2 separate regions of the Sus scrofa genome follow, and region 2 is linked to region 1. The links are chromatin contacts, called in public promoter capture Hi-C maps. All regions are on one chromosome and are shown on one strand. Each heading gives the region's core, a stretch centred on a gene start, on an enhancer-like site or on the middle of the called end of the contact. The rest is flanking DNA. Distances are from core to core; before and after follow the strand shown.

The links. Promoter capture Hi-C pulls out the DNA fragments that hold promoters and counts their contacts.
Region 2: a promoter capture Hi-C map of liver shows a contact between it and region 1, with 4 times the contacts expected there. The contact joins the promoter of RASA3 here to the promoter of LOC106504737 in region 1. A contact is called at or near these places in 5 of 5 promoter capture datasets (fetal liver, fetal skeletal muscle, liver and 1 more), 12 of 47 Hi-C or Micro-C datasets (alveolar macrophages, blood, embryonic fibroblasts and 6 more) and 1 of 2 datasets of contacts at active chromatin or transcription factors (skeletal muscle).

Annotation. Positions count from the first base shown.
Region 1 is chr11:78,944,779-78,948,059 of Sscrofa11.1, reverse strand. It overlaps LOC106504737, which reads left to right and starts at 1,746. Exons shown (of 4, transcript XM_021065991.1): 1 at 1,746-2,531. The coding sequence starts at 2,340. LOC110255870 (a long non-coding RNA gene) reads right to left here. Exons shown (of 4, transcript XR_002336798.1): 2 at 1,577-1,633.
Region 2 is chr11:79,026,349-79,029,629 of Sscrofa11.1, reverse strand. RASA3 (ras GTPase-activating protein 3) reads left to right here and starts at 1,639. Exons shown (of 24, transcript XM_003131110.5): 1 at 1,639-1,846. The coding sequence starts at 1,792.

The sequences.
Region 1 (3,281 bases), core at 497-2,996:
GGGGTGGCAGCTGCTCGCAGGCACCCTGCCTGGTCTCCCATGGAAATGTTATCAGACGCTTGGACTCCCCCAGTGGACATGTGCCTGGGGCGTGGGATCCCGCTGCTGGGGAGAGTCTGGAGCAGCTGCAGACCCCTTCATCTCAGCCAGCTCAGGCTCAGGTGTGACTGCACAGAAACGGGCCCTGACTGTCGCTGACCCGAAGACCTATCGGAGGCTTCCTCTTAGGCCCTAATGGGGGTAGGAGACCCCTCGGGGTCTGCCAGCTCCCGGCGGCGAGAAGCCTGCGTTTTACCAGGAAACCATGGTCTCCTGCTCGGAGCTCACACTTAAGAGGCTCACGCTGCCCGGTGAGGTCACCGACATGCAGCTTCCCTTAGTCCTTCACCGACCACGGCTCTGCGTGAGGTCCCAGCTGTTCCCTCCGGTTGGGCCGCTCCCATGACCATGTGCCCAGCTCCCCTTCCTGGCCAGGTGCCCCCACCCTGGCAGTGCCCCTCAGGGGCCAGGAGGCACATCCTGAAGGGGCTGAGTGTGGCACAGATCCCACCTCTGCTTCTGCTGCTCCAAGTCCAGACGACCAGGAGGACTGCTCCTGGCCAAGTGCCTCAGCCTGTGCCCTGAGAGGGCAGAGGGCCCCTGGGGACTGGGGGCTGGGGGTGCGGGGGTTTGGCTGGGCTGTGAGCTTTGGAGGCTCTGGCACGAGGCTTGCTAAGTGCTGAGGTCAGGAGTCAAGCAGGCGGCTTCCGGGGCTGGGGATTCGGCAGAACAGGTCAGGATAAAAACCCTCCGGTCATAAGGGTGGAGGCAGCACCCCTGGCCCACGGGCGGCCCGCCTGCATCATCACAGGCTGACTGCAAGCCAGCCGCTTCCTCTGCAGAGTCTGAAGACCAGGGGAAGGACCTCAAAAGTGATGCGGAAGATGCCAGCTGGTGAGTGGCCTTCGTGCAGCGGGGAGCTGCCCAGAGTTTAGAAGAGGACATTGGGGTGGGGGCTCGAGGCAGGTGACCATGGGGCTCTCGGGGCTGCAGGCCCCTCCCCAAAGCCCCCCCCCACCTCCCCATCTGTCTGGGAGCGGGAACTGGCTCTGCAAACATCCCCTCAGATGTCCAGGAAGGAAGCGTCTCACCTGAGGGGTGGGGCTGCAGGAAGTGGCCTCTTGGGCAGGTTAGGGGGACAGCTCTGCAGAGAGAAGCACCAGCCCTGCTGCATCTGTCACCCCACATGTGCCTCTGCCCCAGGTGGGCCTTGCCCACTGCCCATCCTCTGCCCTTGCTTCGTCCCCTCCGCGGGCGCTGGGTCACCACCGGGCTCCCGCCCCCCGCCCCCACCCCTGCAGCCAGCCTAACCTGGAGGAGGACAAGCAGGAACAGCACCAGGACGCCCTGGGGAAGGAGGACCGTGAGGGCGACAGGGCAGAGCCTGAGGCTGTGAACACCCCCGAGGCCAGCGTCCAGGAGGAGCAGGACAGAGGGCAGAGCGTGGACAAGTGCACCCCGGAGGCTAAGGTCAGGCCAAGGGTCTTTGATGCCAAGGCACTGCCGGCCCCTCAGCCCTGAGTCCTGCCTTTCTTACCTGTTTGGTGTCTTTTTACAGGAGCAGGAGCCAGAGTCCATAAAACTGGCTGACCTGCTGGAAAAAGAGGCAAGAGCTTTTCACTTTGGTGACAAGTCAGACAGTCCTGCTGTGGAGGCACTGTCCTTGAGTCACATGGGCTGCAGGCTGGACCAAGCCCCCCCCCCCCCCCGCCCTGAGCTGAGCCTTTGGCATCCAGCTCTGTGCTCTCGGCTGGTGCTGGGCGCCCCAGGCCCAGCTTGCCAAGCAGCACAGTTAGTAACTGTGCTCAGGGCCCTGCGGGGTGGCGGCCTGCGGCCCCACACTGAGAGGTACCCCTCCCCAAAGACCCTGCCAGGGAACAGTTTTCTGTCCTGATCCAAGCGTAGGGAAGGAGGGGGAGCTGGGCGGGTCCCACCAGGTTTACAGCAGCTGGTCCTTGGCCCGTGTCCAGGGCTCGGGGGAGGCCTCCACTCCCCAAGTGCTTCTCCAGCTGTTGACTGAAGTGCTTCCACTTCCATGGCACCAAGGCGCCTGGTTGAGGCCTGGGGCAGCCCCACTCGAGCCCCCCAGGCCTTACACATCTCAGCAGGTCTCTAAGTTCAGGCAGAGGGCAGGTGGGTTTGTAGAGGCAGAGCTCAGGTGCTGCCCAGGTGAGCAGGTCTGTAGTGGGCAGAGAAGGTGCCCACCAGGCATCGCCCTGGTACCCAGAGGCCCTGGTCCTCAGGGACCTGAGGGGAGGTGAGCAGGGCCACCCCTCCACTCCCTCACTGCCAGAGCTGCCATGGATGGCCCCTGCCAAGCCTGGCTGTGTCTGGTGGTCCCGGACCCAGGCAGCCACAGGACAGAGCCCAACTCGCTGCCCGGAACCTCACTCCTCCCCAGCTCGCCCAAACCCATCAGCCACGCCTCTGGTTTCCATCCACAGAAACCATCTGTGTTTGTGGAGATTGACCTGGGAGACCATGCCGAGGAGGTAAGACGCTCAGACCACAAGGCCAAACCACGTCCTGGGGGGCGCCTTGCTCAGGGCCATGAGGGTTTCCAGGAACTGGCCCAGCACTCGCGTGGGCCAGAGGCTGAGGCAGAGACGGGGCCTCCAGGTGGAGGACCGGCCAGGGGCCCAGAGGACGCTTCACCTCGTCCTCACTCCCCCGACTCCAACCTGCACCCGTTCCTGCACGACCAGAGACTCTAGGGCCTGGGTCCACCTTCAAGGTGCCCAGGGGCCCCAAGAACCCCTTGTGGGATCATGCTGGGGTGGTAAAAAGGCACGAGCTTGGGAGTTGGGAGAACTGGCCTCCATGTCCAGCTCCAGCAAACACTCAAACAAGTCACCATACCTCCCCGAGCTGCAATTTTCTCACCTGCAACGTGGGGATCTTAGCAGTACCCACACCCCAGCGTTGTTTAGTGAAGCCCTCAGAACAGTGCCCAGTGCCCAGAAAGCTCCAGTAATAGGCATCCCCATCGCCACCACCACCACCCGCATGACCACTGCCCCCACCACAATTCACCATCGCCCCCACCACCATCAGCAGCACCATGACGGCCACCGCCCACACCACCGTCCTCATCACGTCACCACCGTCACCGCCGTCACCACCGCTGCATCATCACCATCACCTCCACTTCTCCACCCTCACCACCACCACCTTCACGTCACCATCACCACCCCACCTCCACCCCTCACCACCACCGCCCACACCACCGTCCTCATCACGTC
Region 2 (3,281 bases), core at 390-2,889, 82 kb before region 1:
ATCTTTACATGGTACCAAGGAAACCTTTTTGTCACACTTTTCTTTAAATTTGTGACCTTTTTCATTCCATTGATTTCTACGAGAACCACCTAATTCCACAGTCCAGATGATTCCTGCTTTTTCCAACTTCTCCAATACCTGAGACACTGCACCCCACCGTGTCCCCCTCAGCAGGCCTCCTGGCAACTCAGCACTGCTGCAGCAGGGCAGGGCTGCCAGCTGTCATTTAGCATCTGGCTCTCAAACCCCATCATAGAGGCCACTCCTTGGACACTCCTGGCCCCAGATGCCTTACAGCGGTTCCCTTGGAAACAGACTCCAAAGAGGAAATCCATGTGCAGGACCTGGTTGGAAGTGTTTGGGAGGGAAAGTCTGTGAGAGAATGGGGGGAAGATGGGGACAGAGGAGCCACTTGGCAACAATGCAGCTGCTACTGGGGTTTCAGCTGGTCCTCTGAGAAGGTCAGGAACTGGGGTTACTTTTCAGTTACCCTGATGGAGGCCAAGTCTTGGCTAGGAGGAGGGTGGGCTCTGGGTGGCCACACAACTACAGGAGCCTGCTGGGGTCCTGAGGCAGCAACACTGGGGGCTTGACCCCAGCCTCTTCAGTAAACCATGAGTAAACACCTCCTCTGACAGTCCTGAGAAGGTTGCCTCAAGCAGCTGATTGAGGACCTGGAAGGAGGGTAAGAATGGTCAGTAATCTTTTTCAACAGGTACCTAAGCATTTTTTTTTTTTTTTTAAGGAAGTGAGGTAAAACAGTGAGAAAAACAGGCCTCTCTCTTTATTAAGCTTGTATTCTGGTGTGTGTGTGTGTAAGTCTGTGTGTGTGATGTTGGGCACTCCTAAGTCAGAGGAGAGATAAGTGGACAGGAAGTCAGGAGACAGAAAATAAGGGGAGGATGGTAGCATGGGGATCAGCAAGGGCAGACAGGAGTGCACGTGGCCTGAAAGACTCAGAGCCAGGTGGCGGGAGACCAGGGCACGGTAGAGGGACAGGAAGGCATCAGAAGGGAATGGACATCTGCGGAGCCTAATCAGCAACCTCAGTGGAACCCTTGTTCCTCCAGAGGCCAGGTCTCCAGCAGCTGGTCCGCAAGTGCGGACTTGCTCTGAGGGGGCCGAGCTGGGCCAGAGAATTCTTTTCCTTGATTCCTTTAGGTCTGAGTTTCTTAAAATCATGTGCACATCTCCCTATTCCCGCGTCCTCCCGCCAGATTCTGCCTCCCCTCGCCTAGCCCCCGCCACCTTCTTTGCAACCCTAGTCCTCCACGCCCCGCCCTCCCGGTCCCCGCCCCCCCTTCCGCCCGGCCCTCGCCACCGCCCCCCGCTCCCCGAGCCAGCGACAGCTGACCGGTCCCCTCCTGGCGCCCTCCCCACGCCCAGTACCCCCCAGCGCCCCTCGGCCCAGTTCCTCCAGCAACCCTTGTGGGATCCTCCCTGCTGGGTGAACCACCCCGGCGTGGTACCTTCCAACCCTTCTCTGATACCGACCACGCCCCCTTGCGGGGTTCGGCCAATGGGGATCTGGGGCTGGGATGTGGGCGGAGCCGTCTCGCTCCTGCCCCTTTGCGGACCTCAGGCACAAGGCAACTGGGCAGGGCCGTGGGCGGAGCCTCACCGCCCACGCTCGCGCTCTCGGCCAATGGTCGGGTGCGTGGGCGGAGCCAGGGGACAGAGGCGCGGCCGACCCGCGGTCGACGAGACGCGCGCAGAGCGCGGGGACTGCGCCGCCGCTCTGGCTCCTGCTGCTCGGCGGGGCTCGGCGCACGAATTCCGGGCCGACCCAGCATGGCGGTGGAGGAAGAGGGGCTCCGAGTCTTCCAGAGCGTGAAGATCAAGATCGGTGAGCTCCCGGGAGCCGGCAGAGGCGTCGTGGCCTTCCAGGGGGCTATCGGCGGGCGCTCTCAGACTCCCGACCCCTTCGCTGAGGGCCGCGGCCCTGGCGCCTCCCGGCGACGCGCGCTCCTCATTTGCGCTCCCCTCTCCACCTCCCAGGAGATCCCCAGCCTTGACCCCTCCCTACCTCCTCCAAGACCTCCGGCCGCTACCTCCTCCCCACCTTCGGGAGATGCCCGGCCAAGGCTTCCTCCCCACCTTCCCGGAGACCTCTGGCCTCAACTCTCTCCCCACCTTCGGGAGATGCCGGACCGAGTGCCCCTTCGCCATCTCCTGGGAGACCGCAGCCCCTTCCCCACCTTCCGCGGGACTGGCCGGGCCGAGCTCGGGGGACGCAGCTCCCCGCGGTGCCTCCGCGCCGCGAGCGGCCCCTAGTCCCCGCAGGTGGGGTCGCCTGCACCAGGGAGAGGTGCGGCTGGACCCGGGTCCCATCCCTGCTGGGAGTGTGTCTGCGTGTGCATGAGCGCGCGCACGCGTGTGGGGACTCTCCGGATGCGTACATTTCTAGTGCCCCAAACACCCACCTCGGGGTTCCGCACCTCCGCTCAGTGCAGCGCCCAGAAACTTGCTTTGCTGGGAACGTGTGAGCTCTTTCACATGTTGCCCCGGGGCGAGGGGCAGAGGCAGGCTGCTGACTGGTGCCTGGGTGTGCACACGACTGTGTAGGTGGATTGTGTGTGCATATGTGTGTTCCTGAGTGATTGTGTGTGTATGTCTGTGTGTGAATATGTGGAGCGCCCTGGCCCAGGGCTCCCTCAGGGCAGCGAGCCACAGGAGCCACCCCTCCCCCCTTCCATTGAGAACTGGCCGCGGAAGCTTTTGGCCACCCGGCCTGCCATTCAGGTCGTGTCCCTGGAGCAGCCTGCCTTTCTCACTGGACCCAAGAGCTGGGGGAGGGAAGTGCAGCTGGAAGGCTATGTCTGGACTTCCTGGGTTTATCTAGAGAGTGTCACCTTCTCCTGGTGGTCCTGTTTTATCTTGGAGATATAAGACTTTTTCACCCCAGAGCAAGATCAGCGCCTGGAGTGTCTGCTACACATTAATGCCACAAGTGTGTCCTCTCACGGATGAGGGGCCAGCTCCTGTTGGAGAGGGCTTTTCGGGACTCAGAGTGTTGCCTGTCCCCAGGGTCTGTCTTGCCCGCTGAACTCCCTGTCCTCCCCGGGGGGCTGCACATTCCCCTGTGAGAAAGGGCCTCCGGGAACAGAGCCAGGCACCCAGTGACTGCTTGAGTGTCAGCTGTTGATGACATTCAGTGCTGCTCAGGAATTCCAGCCACCCCAAATCAGCGTGTTGTTTCCTGTGTCTGCTTTATTTTGGTTTGTGGATCATGGCTGCGACGCTGTTGATAGCTGGCTCAGAAGCACTGCGGGTAGGACCCT